Linked DNA regions of Triticum aestivum: region 2 is linked to region 1. The links are chromatin contacts, called in public Hi-C maps. All regions are on one chromosome and are shown on one strand. Each heading gives the region's core, a stretch centred on a gene start, on an enhancer-like site or on the middle of the called end of the contact. The rest is flanking DNA. Distances are from core to core; before and after follow the strand shown. Region 1 holds the start of LOC123072043 (calmodulin-binding transcription activator 4). Region 2 holds the start of LOC123072044 (CBS domain-containing protein CBSCBSPB1).

Region 1 (6,211 bases), core at 3,197-5,696:
CTCTCTTTCTCCTCATATCTCACGGTGCTTGGCGAAGCCCTGCAGGATTGCCACGCTCCTCCACCACCACCACGCCGTTGTGCTGCTGCTGGACGGAGTCTTCCTCAACCTCTCCCTCTCTCCTTGCTGGATCAAGGCATGGGAGACGTCACCGGGCTGTACATGTGTTGAACGCGGAGGTGCCGTCCGTTCGGCACTAGGATCTCCGGTGATTTGGATCACGACGAGTACGACTCCTTCAACCCCGTTCTCTTGAACGCTTTCGCTTAGCGATCTACAAGGGTATGTAGATGCACTCTCCTTCCCCTCGTTGCTGGTTTCTCCATAGATAGATCTTGGTGACACGTAGGAAATTTTTTGAATTTCTGCTACGTTCCCCAACAGGGGTCGGTCGGGTGGATGTGAACTGGCTTTGTCTCACCGGACGACTGAAACGCTGATTCTGTAGCGGGCTTCTTAGCTCGCAACAAATCACTTGGGTCCGCATTTCTCTGGTGTTCCTACCACTCTTCTGCTACCATCTGAGCGTAGGTGATCTTTGAGCCTTTCTGAAAGCACTCTTTCGCCTTCTTCCGATTGCCAGTAACAGTGATCACACCTTTGGGGCCAGGCATCTTCAATTTGAGGTACACGTAACATGGTCGAGCCATAAAACGTGCATAAGCTGGCCTGCCCAAAATAGCATGATAGGCACTCTGGAAATCCACAACCTCAAATGTCAACTTTTCCTTGCGGAAATTTTTGGAATCACCGAAAACCACATCAAGAGCAATCTGGCCGACTGATGCAGCCTTCTTGCCAGGAATGACTCCATAGAAACTCATGTTGTTGGTACTGAGTCTGGACATCGGAATGCCCATCCCTTTTAGCGTCTCTATGTACAGTATATTCAAGCTACTGCCACCATCCATCAACACTTTAGTCAGTCGAGTGCCTTTGACGACTGGGTCAACCACCAGAGCTTGCCTCCCAGGGGTGGCTATGTGTGTCGGGTGATCGGACTGGTCGAACGTGATGGCAGTTTGAGACCATTTCAGATAATTGGGAGTCTCCGGAGCAACCATATTCACTTCTTGGTTGATAACTTTCAATCGACTTTTGCTCTCAACGTCAGCAAAAATCACCAGAGTGGAATTGACCTGGGGATATTCCTCATCACTATCCCCCTTGTCCTCAACTTTGTCCGACTCCTTTTCCTTATCTTTGGGTTGTTTCCCTTGAAATTGTTGTATCAAGAGCCGACACTGTCGAGTGGTATGTTTTGGGTAAATGAAGTTACCCTCTTCATCTTTCTTCGTGTGGATGTGGCATGGCAAATCCAGCACGTCATTTCCCTCCTTGTCTTTCACCTTCTTGGGGTTCCAAGGTCCTTTGGGCTTCCCTTTAAACTTTCCTTGAGTCACGGCCAATGCTTCTCCAGGAGCAGCTGGCTCGGCTTTTCGCTTTTGCTTCCGACTGGAGTTCCCTCCTCCGGTTTCCTGGGCGACTGACTTGTGCTTGCCACCCATAGCCGATCTTCTTCTTCACCATTGGCATATTTGGTGGCTATCTCCATCATTCGACTCACAGACATGTCTCCGGTTCAACCGAATTTCAGGCTTAGCTCTCTGTACTTAACGCCTTCCTTGAAGGCACAGACCGCCTGGTGATCAGATACATTCTCTACCGTGTGATGTAATGTGATCCATCTCTGGATGTAATCTCTCAAAGTCTCATCCGACTTCTGCACACAAGTTTGCAACTCTGTCAGTCCTGCTGGTCGCTTGCATGTTCCTTCAAACGTTCTAACAAACACCCGGGAAAGATCTTCCCACGTGTAAATGCTGCTGGGTGTCAACTGATTCAACCATGCTCTCACCGATCCTTCCAACATAAGAGGCAGATGTTTCATGGCCACCTCATCATTTCCAACGCCGATCTGGACAGCCACTCGGTAGTCTTCAAGCCAAGTATCAGGCTTAGACTCACCATTGAACTTACTGACTCCAGTCGCCAACCTGAAGTTGGGGGGAATCACCGCGGCCCTGATGGCTCTGCTGAAACACTCTGGTCCTGGGACATGCACTCGGCTGTTGGTGGGTACATCTCTGTCGTGACCCTCTCGGTGAGCTCTGTTCCTGTCGACCAGACCTTGAACGATGATGGATCTCGCGTCAAAGCCTGGTTCCCTGGGGTCGACTGGAATCCTTCGCCCACCACTGTGCTGGCGTCTATCATCCTGTTGTCGAGGTGCGTACGATCCACCCCTTGAGGGAGGGGTGGGCACTCGACGTTGATCATCGCGATCGAATCGGTGATCATACTGCTCACGGTTCTTGTACTGATCGTGCCGGTCTCCACGCCCCTCACGCCTCGGGGGCGATCTGGGGCTATGAGCCGACTGGACTGTATTCGCAGCTACGGATCTGCTGTGAATCCTATTCCACGACTGTGATACAGCTAAATTTTGATCTCCTGCTGCCCGGAGCAAATCTCTGATCTGCATCAAGCCTCTGCCAGCCTCTGACTGGGAAGGCTGAATTGACTCTGCTATACGGGCTGCAGCTGCTAAATTCTGAATCGGAGTTCGATATACCCGAGTCGGTGGTGGAAAGAGCTGACGCCGACTGGAGTCCGGAACCCGTTGCCGCGCACGCTCGTCGAGTGCTCGCTGAAGGTTCTCCAGTCGAGTGCGCTCAGCCAAGTTGGCCAAGCGCGCGTCCTCTAAGGCACGAGCCTCAGGGGTTTCTCCAACGATAGGAGTGTGAAGTGCATCCATGTTCCGGCGGCGAAGTTCTTCCCTTTGCAGCAAAGTGAGGGGCTCGGGGTGATACTCCTCATGGGCACGCGACGGGTCGCCTCCGTCGTCGCCGGGAAAACCGGGAGGACCGCGTGGTCCATCGACCATCAGAACCTCCGCCGCTGGATCACTAGTGTCGCATTCGGATGCAGTCTCTGCAGAGCCAGTCGACAGGTCGAATAGGCCGTAGAGAGATTCGTCGGGCTCGATTGCCGCGACTTGAGGGGTGGCCGACTAGCGGGCCGCCGCGTGCCTCACCCACCGCTGAAGCCTTGACCGACCGGAGCGCTTGCGCCGGCGGGAAGCAGGGAGGGAGGATGACACAACGACCGACCGATACTGGGTCAACGGTTGTCGTAGGAGGACGTCACGGACGCACGCGCGAAAGTGCGTCGCTCCGCGGACTGGGAGCGTGTCGATGTTGAGTGGAGCCTCCTGAAGCCAAGCAAAGTCGTCGGCGATGAACGTGAGCGCGCCGAGATGGATCTCGCGGCCCTCGACCAAAACTCCGCTTGAAACCATGATGAAGGAGATCGAAAAAATTGTAACTTCTTCAATAAGTCGCTAAGACACCTGCCCCACGGTGGGCGCCAACTGTCGTGGTTCTAAGTCTGACAGTAGTGTAGGGGGTACTAATGGAGAGGCAAGATCCTAGCTATGGAGTAGTTGTATACGCACGAGTTTTACGAGTTCAGGCCCTTCTCGGAGGAAGTAACAGCCCTACGCCTCGGAGCCCGGAGGCGGTCGACTGGATTATATGTGTATAAGTTACAGGGGTGCGAACCCTTTACACTGAGGAGGGGGTGGCTTATATAGAGTTCGCCAGACCCCTCCAGCCCTCAGTTATGCAGGTTTAAAGTACATTAAGACAGGGGGTTACTGGTAACGCCCACATAAAGTGCTATGAAGACCATAAAGGCTACTTAATGACATACTGTTACGTGCAGAGTGACTTTAGGTTTCCTATTGGTCGAGTGCTTGGTTTCGTGGTCGAGTATCTTCGAGTCCGTCGAGTGGAACCTTTGCAGGTCGACTGAAAGGTGATGTCTTCTAGAGATGTCCTTGGGTAGGGTGTCTTGGACAAGTCCATGACCCTACCCTAGGTACATGGTTTCATCAGGCGCCGCCGGCCTACGTCGACCTCGTCAGCGACGATGACGACACCGGCGGCCAGTGAAGACGGCGACGGCACCGACGGGCGCGGCAGGAGCGCGCGGGAGGCTTTTTTTATTTTGTTTTTATGTTAATTATGAAACTGGGCCGTTTAAGTGGATTGAGAGAGTGGGCCATTTTATGGCCGTGACCCCTATATATGTTTTATATTTTTTTAAATGCGTTTATTTACTTTTTAAGTCATTTCATTCTAGTTTTTATATTTTTTTATCCACGTCCACTCCCGACATGATTTGGGGTGCGGCCGCGCGGTGGACGCACGCACGACCCAACGGACAAAGCCAGATACGGACAAATCCATCAGCATCTCAAACGGACAAAATCCGGCCAATCCGGACGTCCATTGGGGTCGTGTGCGGTGGAGTTTTTTTTTTTTTGAAACGTGTGCGGTGGAGTTGGCCTCACATCAGTGAAGCTCAGTCCCCTGTCTCCGGTGTGAGGAATCCGCCGCGCAGTTTCTCCTCTCCCCTCCTCCCCTCTCACGTGTTCATCGTTCTCCTCCCTACTAATCCCCCTCCCCCTCCCTCTCCGGCCTCACTGGAACAACTGCCGCTGCTCGGCGCGACCGACTGGCATCTCTGGACCGGAGCGAGTGATTGCGTGTCCCAGATCCAACAGTATAGTACAGTATTCAAGAAGTGGTGCCACCCACCGCAAACACCTGGGGGGTAGTTGGCGGCGACCCGGCCATTCAAGTCCGACCTCACCTCGGTGGCGCCTGCGGATATTCGGTGCCCTCGCCACTCCACCCGCCGCGCGAGTTCTTGGTCCGCTCGCCGGAGTTCGTCGGGCCGCCGCGATGCAGCAGCAGCAGCAAGGTAAAGGCTGGATTCCACGGTTCCCAAGTTGCAATCTTTCGCCGTGTCCTGTGCGGTTCCTGCGGCTGATTTTGGATTTTGGTTACCAAGCGCCGGGGGGTTAGGTTTGGGTGCTGTGGGGTGGGAGTAGTAAATACTAGGTCTATGGATTTGGTTCCGGATCCTGTATATTGCTGCTTCATAGCTCATGTTCCTGATTCACCTAGCTGCTATGTTTCTTTCTTTTTTGTAAATACTTTCAAACCATGATCCTATCTACTACTCCTAGTAAATACTCTCTTTTTTTTTAGAAATATCGGAGTAGTAAATACTTTGGAACCATGATCCCTCCTGCTGTTATGTTCCTTTTGTTGTAAAGTGGTGATCCCCCAGCTTCGTTAATGAACTGGGAAATATAACCTTATTTGCAATGCGTTCCTAATGATCTGTTTTGTGAAAAGTTTGTTACATTTTTGTTCTTCCGATTTGGGTGCCGGATCCTATCTATGCTGCTTCATAACCCATGTTCCTGATTCACCCAGTGCTCTGAAAACCATGATCCCTCCTGCCTGCTGTTATGTTTCTTTTGTTGTTAAATGGTGACCCACCCTGCTTCGTTAATGAGCTGTCACGGGTTCACTTATTTGTGATGCGTTCTTAATGATGTCATTTATATCTTCGCTGGTTGGTGACGAGTTTGTTGCATTTTGTTCTTCCAATTCAGGTCTCGACATACAAAATCTGCAGCGGGAGGTGAAGACGCGATGGCTCAAGCCCAGAGAGGTTCTCGACATATTGCGGAACTGCGAGCTGTTCGGGATCCAAAACAGGACCCCTCAGAGGCCACCGAGTAATAAAACCATCCTTTTGTTTTCTTGCTTGCGAGATATCTGATTTAATCTAATGCGTGCCCTGGGTGAAATTACAGGTGGTTCTTGGTTCCTTTTCAACCGTAGGGTACATCGGTTCTTCCGGAATGATGGGTATCAATGGCAAAAAAAGAGGAATGGGAAGAGTGGTAACGAAGCACACGAGTACCTTAAGGTCTGTTCAATGTTTATCTTCTCTAGTCTAGTAATAGGAGTCCAAGTGTTAATCATAGTATTTTAGTAAGAGGAAGGAAATCCAATAAATAGTTGGTAAGCTTTGTTGCTATGACTCAATCAGATGAGCTGCATAGTTAATGTGCTTTCCTCGTTTGACCCTACAAATTTCAGGTTGACAATGTAAAGGCACTGAATTGCTACTATGCTCGTGCAGAAAATAACCCTACATTCATGAGGCGGATATATTGGATGCTTGAACCGTGAGTACTCTGGTTACTTGTAGGGGGAATATGTTATGCACTGTATTCTATGCTTCCCATAAGCTTTTCTTGTGTCTTGGATGTTTATGAATTGTGATTTCCTTAGAACACAAACCCAATAGCAACTTTGTATGTGTGCTCCTCATGGAGGATTTT
Region 2 (5,958 bases), core at 1,325-3,824, 260 kb before region 1:
TCCCGCGGAAGCTGCAACACTTCTTGAGGGCCTGAAGCTAGTCGAGAGTATGGGTTGCAATAACATCTTCATGCAGATGGACAACATCATTGTAGTAAATGCTCTACGACTCACCGAAGGACAAATCGATGGTGGCTGCTCCAATTTTGGATGATTGCAAGGAACTACTTAGAGATGTCGCGAAGGTTAATCTTAAGCATTGTAATAGATAGTCAAATATAACAGCTCATGTGCTAGTTGAGCATGGGCGTGCAAACAATCCATCTATGTGGTTGAGGCACCTCCGGGTTTTATTGCCAATTTTTTGGCAGATGATGTATCCATTTTTTATTTTAATAAAGCTAGCCATGAAGGCCTTCCCGTCAAAAAGAAAACTCAATTAGTTTTTTTTAAGGATTCAACACTAAAGACACAAGTATTACCAATGTCTGGTTGATAGCTAAGACTTAAAAAGACATATTGATGTAGGCCAAGCCCTTCTTTGCCCAATCTTTATGATTTGGTGGTGGAATTGGGGAAGAACAAAAGAAAAACAAAAAGGGGGAACACACAATAATAATATCCACATCACACATGTTCTCTCTCAACATCCAAATCAAGATACATCTTGAATCTACAAGCAACAAGCAATAAACTAAAAGGGTAGGCTCTTCCCAAATCTCTATGGGCGAGATGAGGTCTTGATTATACACTTAGAGATCCTTCTCCAAGTTGGAGGTCTTGATGATTTATGATGAGATCCTTCTTCAGGTTGGAGGTCTTGTTCCTCTAGGAGGAGGTATAAGGCGCAAAACTCTCCCAGTGTCTAAGTGTATACTTTGCTAACCATATGATGGAGGAGGGGGAAGAGTATATATAGTCATGGGCAAATGAAGGGGTGAGTAAGGGTACAAGGGTTATTTCCCCATGGTTGCTCGCAGGCAATCCCGTGTGCATGAAGGAGGGTTCGTGGGTAAATGACCCATGTGCACGGGGTGTTCAGAGAGCTGGACGCAGTCCGTGGGCATGGGGGGCCACATGCCATGCACACCGGGTATCCAGAGGGCTTCGCGGTTGTTAGCCTTCATGTGGACACTCGTCGATGCTTGTGGAACCTTGCCTTCATCTTCACGGTTCCTGCTTTGCTTCCATGTTTCCCTCACGAATGGCGTGGGTGGTCGCTTGTGCATGACTTCCTCCATTGCACGTTCATCATTGGCCCAACACGTATATGTGCAAATGGTAGGATGGTCAAGTAGTACCATCCTCGAGAGAACCAAGAAGGCACACATAAAGGATATAATCCACCTTAGTATATGTGATGTGTGTGTCCCTTGGCGATGGAGCCAAGTCCATGGCGATACCCTAGGGTGCTCCGCACCCCTCCTCGGACCGAGATCCTAATCACCATTGGAAAGAGTGGTGTGGCCGTGCAGTATTTGGTGCACACCGTGAACTCATTATCTTGATGTTATATAGAGTCACTATCCAATGTTAGTCCTCCATCCATGAGATGTATCATGCAAATAACAAGTAGAAAACAACAACGAAAATGTAGCTGGTTCATTAAACTCATATCAAGATGGCCCAGACGAAGAAAGTTCACCTTCAGAAGGTTCCAGAAGAACTTGCCGCGCACCATAGTGCATATTGTGTCTCCGAAAACATGCCTAATGATGGTACCACCTTGTGTTCCATTTATGATCAACACACAACGGACATTTTGTTCGGATTAGTGCCTCCCATCTTTCAAAAGCAATTCCTTATGGTCGTGACTTCGTAACCATCTGAAACATTTTGTTCAGAGAAGTAGCCTCCCACCGTTCTCGTTGGACTTCTTTGTACCAGTTTCGGTGATTTCACATGTGGATGAGGGCGCGGGAGCAACTGGAGCTGTCTTACGAGATAGCTCAGGAGTGTTTATTGCCGCTTCTTGTTCATTTCGACAGTATGCCATGGATGTTCCCTCTATGGAAGCGTTAGCCCTCTTGGAAGGACTGCGATTGGCAGAGCATTTGGGTATTTATGCACTGGTTGTGGAGTCCGACTCACAGGAGATAGTACAAGCTATGGAGGATCCTTCGGAGTACCGTGCTTCGGCTGCGATGTTGACGGATGATTGCCGACAGGTGTTGAGTTCCTTCGGCAGGGCGACGATTGTTCACTGTGCTGGGGAGAGTAATGGGGTAGCGCATTGGCTAGCCAGGACTAGTTATAGAAGGAAGTTAAATGAGGCCTCGCAAGAGCATCCCCTGATTTCTTAATTCCCTCCCTTGTAACTGATATGATTATTATGTAATAAAGGTCACCGAGGTTCAAAAAAAAACTCATAAAAAAAACCTGCTCTTTCAACTTACTTGACTCGATAAAGAGAGAAAAAATTTCAGAATAATCTCGAGAAAGAAAAGAAAGCAAGTTGGGTCAACCCAACGAAATGGGAGAGATGCCCACTAGGCGTACGTCACGTGGAGCACGAGCAAGTGTACGCTGCGTCGGGTGCACGCAGCAGCGTGCCCGTGCAAAACGAACCTTTCGCGTCAGAGAAAATGGGAGCAGCTCCAACCAAAATAATCCGGCTTTTTCCTTCCGCCAGGCTAAAAAAAGCAAAGATTCCAATTGGTCGAACGAGTTTAGCCGCAGCCGCAGCCTCGGCCTCCCTTCCGCCTCCGTCTCCTCCCATCTATCCGGATCGCCGCGGCCTCCTCCCCGGATCAGCGCCGCCGTCGGTCGGAGAGCCTCCCCCTTTCCCGCGGCGGCTCGAGGATGGACGGCGCCGGGGGCGGGGGAGGAGGGCCGCACCCCTCCCGGAGGAGCATCTCCTCGGCCGCCGGCCCCAGGAGGAGGGGGCCGTCCATGGAGAACGGCCACGACGCCGCCGCCGCCAGGAGGTCCTCCGCCACCATCTCCCGCACCACCTCGTACGTGATTATCCCCCGCCCTTGCTATTGATTCGTTGCTATGAGTCATTTCCACGCTGGTAGCGTCGCTGTTGGGTCGCGCGATGCCGTGCAGGCACGGGGTAGCTTACGGGGCTCTTACGGAATAGCTTTCTGGTCGAGCGCTAGTTTGCTCCTTAGGCTAAGGGCTAGATTTGATTTGAAGCAATCGCTGCGGGCCGCAAGAACCATTTTACTTTTAGTCAGCGAGCGACATGATTGGTACACAGCCACAGGCATTATGATTAACCTGTAAATCTCATTATCTATCTATTATGATTGGCATCCTGCATATCTGCGTATGCATGATTGTGGAATTTGGAATCTGTAAGACGGCGGCACCAGATGTTTCTTGATGCAAAGTGGAATACAGCTGAAATCGCATGAGATGTGGTTGTAACTGAAAAATGTTGCCTCCCTCAGGATGGTGACTGGGGAGAGAACCGTTAAGAGACTGAGACTGTCCAAGGCACTGACGATACCGGACCACACCACTGTGTACGAGGCCTGTCGGAGGATGGCCGCGCGTAGAGTTGATGCCGTGTTGCTGACGGACTCCAACGCGCTGCTCTGCGGGATCCTTACTGACAAGGTGAGGTAGATCTTTCTTCTCTTCATCTGCTCCAGGTGATGCCTGGTAGACCAATCATTCTAACTATGTGCTGCGTTTTGCGGGCTCGTATCAGGACATAACCACAAGGGTTATTGCTCGTGAATTGAAGCTAGAAGACACACCAGTTTCCAAGGTCATGACTAGAAACCCTCTCTTTGTTCTCGGGGACACTCTCGCGGTCGAGGCATTGCAGAAAATGGTGCAAGGTTTGTGAATGTTCCTCCTGATACTTGGGATGCCTTCTTACTTCTTATCTTAATAATGTTGGCTGAAAAAGTGTCACATGATTCCAGGTAAGTTCAGACATTTACCTGTTGTGGACAATGGGGAAGTCATTGCGCTACTGGACATAGCCAAGTGCCTATATGATGCTATTGCACGAATGGAAAGGGCAGCTGAGAAAGGAAGAGCAATCGCTGCTGCTGTTGAGGGTGTTGAGAAGCATTGGGGAACATCTGTATCTGGTCTGTAGTCTGTTATGTTTCACTTGTATCAGTTTCTTGTATGATAGCCACTAAACGTTACTGTCATGAGTCAGCAATTTGCCCTTTTAATGCTTTCTCTATTTACTTTGCAGGTCCCAACACTTTTGTTGAAACTCTTCGTGAACGGATGTTTAAGCCATCACTGTCGACAATTATATCTGAGAATTCAAAGTAGGTAATATCCTGTCATTTTCTAATAAATGTCTTTCTCTATTATTTCCAGAATAAATGCTGTTACAGAATACTTATTAGCTGATCTCAATTTCTTAGAGTGGCTACTGTTGCACCAACTGACACTGTGTTGACTGCATCAAAAAAGATGCTTGAACTAAAAGTAAGTTCAGCAGTTGTTGCGATTGAAAACAAGCCTGGTGGGATTCTGACGTGAGCACCTTCCCCGAGTACAATAAAATTACTTGTAATTTCTATAGCAGCATTGAACTGAAAGCTACTTTATTTATACATCGATCAGCTCGAGAGATATATTGATGCGTGTTATAGCCCAAAATCTTCCACCTGAGTCCACTACAGTCGGGAAGGTAAGCAAAGCCAAAATAGATTATCTTCACATTCTTATGTATTCACACTACATTCCTCTGTATTTTCTCTTCAACTGTCATTAGGCCCTAACTGTCATGCCATCATGCCTGGAACTCTTTTCGACAGGTTATGACCCAGAGTCCAGAATGTGCCACGATTGACACCCCGATCCTTGAAGCCCTACACACAATGCATGATGGGAAGTTTCTGCATTTGCCTGTTCTAGACAGGGGTATGTGGACAAATGAGCAATGGAGTTTGATCTAATTCAACATTTTTTGCTAAGTCTGTTAAATTATGAATAATGTGTTGTCATTATCCAGATGGGAGTGTTGTAACCGTTGTTGATGTCCTTCACATAACTCATGCTGCAATTGCAACGGTGAGTATCAATTTCCATCTGCTTGGGCTTCTGTATGCGCACTCTGGCTTGCTCCTTTGTGTGTACTTTCAGGTTTTGAACTGGAAAATGTATATTAGTAATATGTTAATGCCCAAGTCATCCGGTGTTTAATCATTAGTGGATGCTGTAATCTGTATCTTGTTATAAGTTGCATGATGGAAGTTACTAAAGCAACTTCATAGAGAAGTGCCAAATATACAAGTTGTATGGACCATTAGATAGTGTATCTGCTATCTGGTCTGCTAAAAAATTGTCCATAAACTTGTCAGTGTCGTGTATTATTCGCTTTCATTACTCTAAAAATTGGAAGTACTAAAGCAAGCTTACTGTCAGTGTTGTGTATTCTTCGCTTTCATTACTCTATGTGTATAAGTTTAGAGATATCATGTCTGTATTTTAAATTTGTCATGCCTGTTTGTGTTGTTGTATTCAGGTCGGAAACAGTGGAGCAACAGGCTCTGAGGCGACTTCTTCCATGATGCAGAGGTTCTGGGATTCAGCAATGTCAAGTGGGCCTCTTGATGATGATGATGATTGCAGAAGGTTAGCATCTCTTTTTCAACCTATCATTTTGATGACGTGGTTTCTTTTCTGTGACTAAATCGCTATGGCACCTCTCAGCGAAGGATCAACTAAAGTGGCATCCGAGGCAGCAGATATAGGAAGATCAGCCTTCTTTCCGCCTTCAGGCTTATCAAGCCCTTTTGGGTTCAAGATTCAGGACAAACAAGGCAGGATGCACAGATTTAACTGTGGTATGCACTCTCATTGTGGTGTCACGCTAGCTGGGACTATATCACCGTTCTCTTTTTTTTTCCATTTCATGCCCAGTAATTTATTTACATTATAGTTTCCTAGTTTCATGTATGACGTTTCAAATTTCAGACACGAGTAGCCTGACTGAATTGATAACGTCGATTCTGCAAAGACTTGGTGATGACATTGATAAATCGAACCTACCTCAAATTCTGGTACTGTTCAAGCTCCATTCTCAGTTTGTAC

The links. A called contact is a pair of places that touch in the nucleus more often than the background predicts.
Region 2: a contact with region 1 is called in a Hi-C map of leaf, with 5 times the contacts expected there. The contact joins the promoter of LOC123072044 here to the promoter of LOC123072043 in region 1. A contact is called at or near these places in 3 of 5 Hi-C or Micro-C datasets (all in leaf) and 1 of 1 datasets of contacts at active chromatin or transcription factors (leaf).

What each region holds. Positions count from the first base shown.
Region 1 is chr3B:730,658,279-730,664,489 of IWGSC CS RefSeq v2.1, reverse strand. LOC123072043 (calmodulin-binding transcription activator 4) reads left to right here and starts at 4,446. Exons shown (of 12, transcript XM_044495602.1): 1 at 4,446-4,770; 2 at 5,474-5,599; 3 at 5,678-5,793; 4 at 5,967-6,055. The coding sequence starts at 4,752.
Region 2 is chr3B:730,912,293-730,918,250 of IWGSC CS RefSeq v2.1, reverse strand. It overlaps LOC123072044 (CBS domain-containing protein CBSCBSPB1), which reads left to right and starts at 2,574. Exons shown (of 14, transcript XM_044495604.1): 1 at 2,574-2,897; 2 at 3,339-3,507; 3 at 3,602-3,734; 4 at 3,822-3,992; 5 at 4,106-4,184; 6 at 4,284-4,397; 7 at 4,486-4,552; 8 at 4,680-4,785; 9 at 4,877-4,935; 10 at 5,390-5,499; 11 at 5,578-5,711; 12 at 5,842-5,927. The coding sequence starts at 2,743.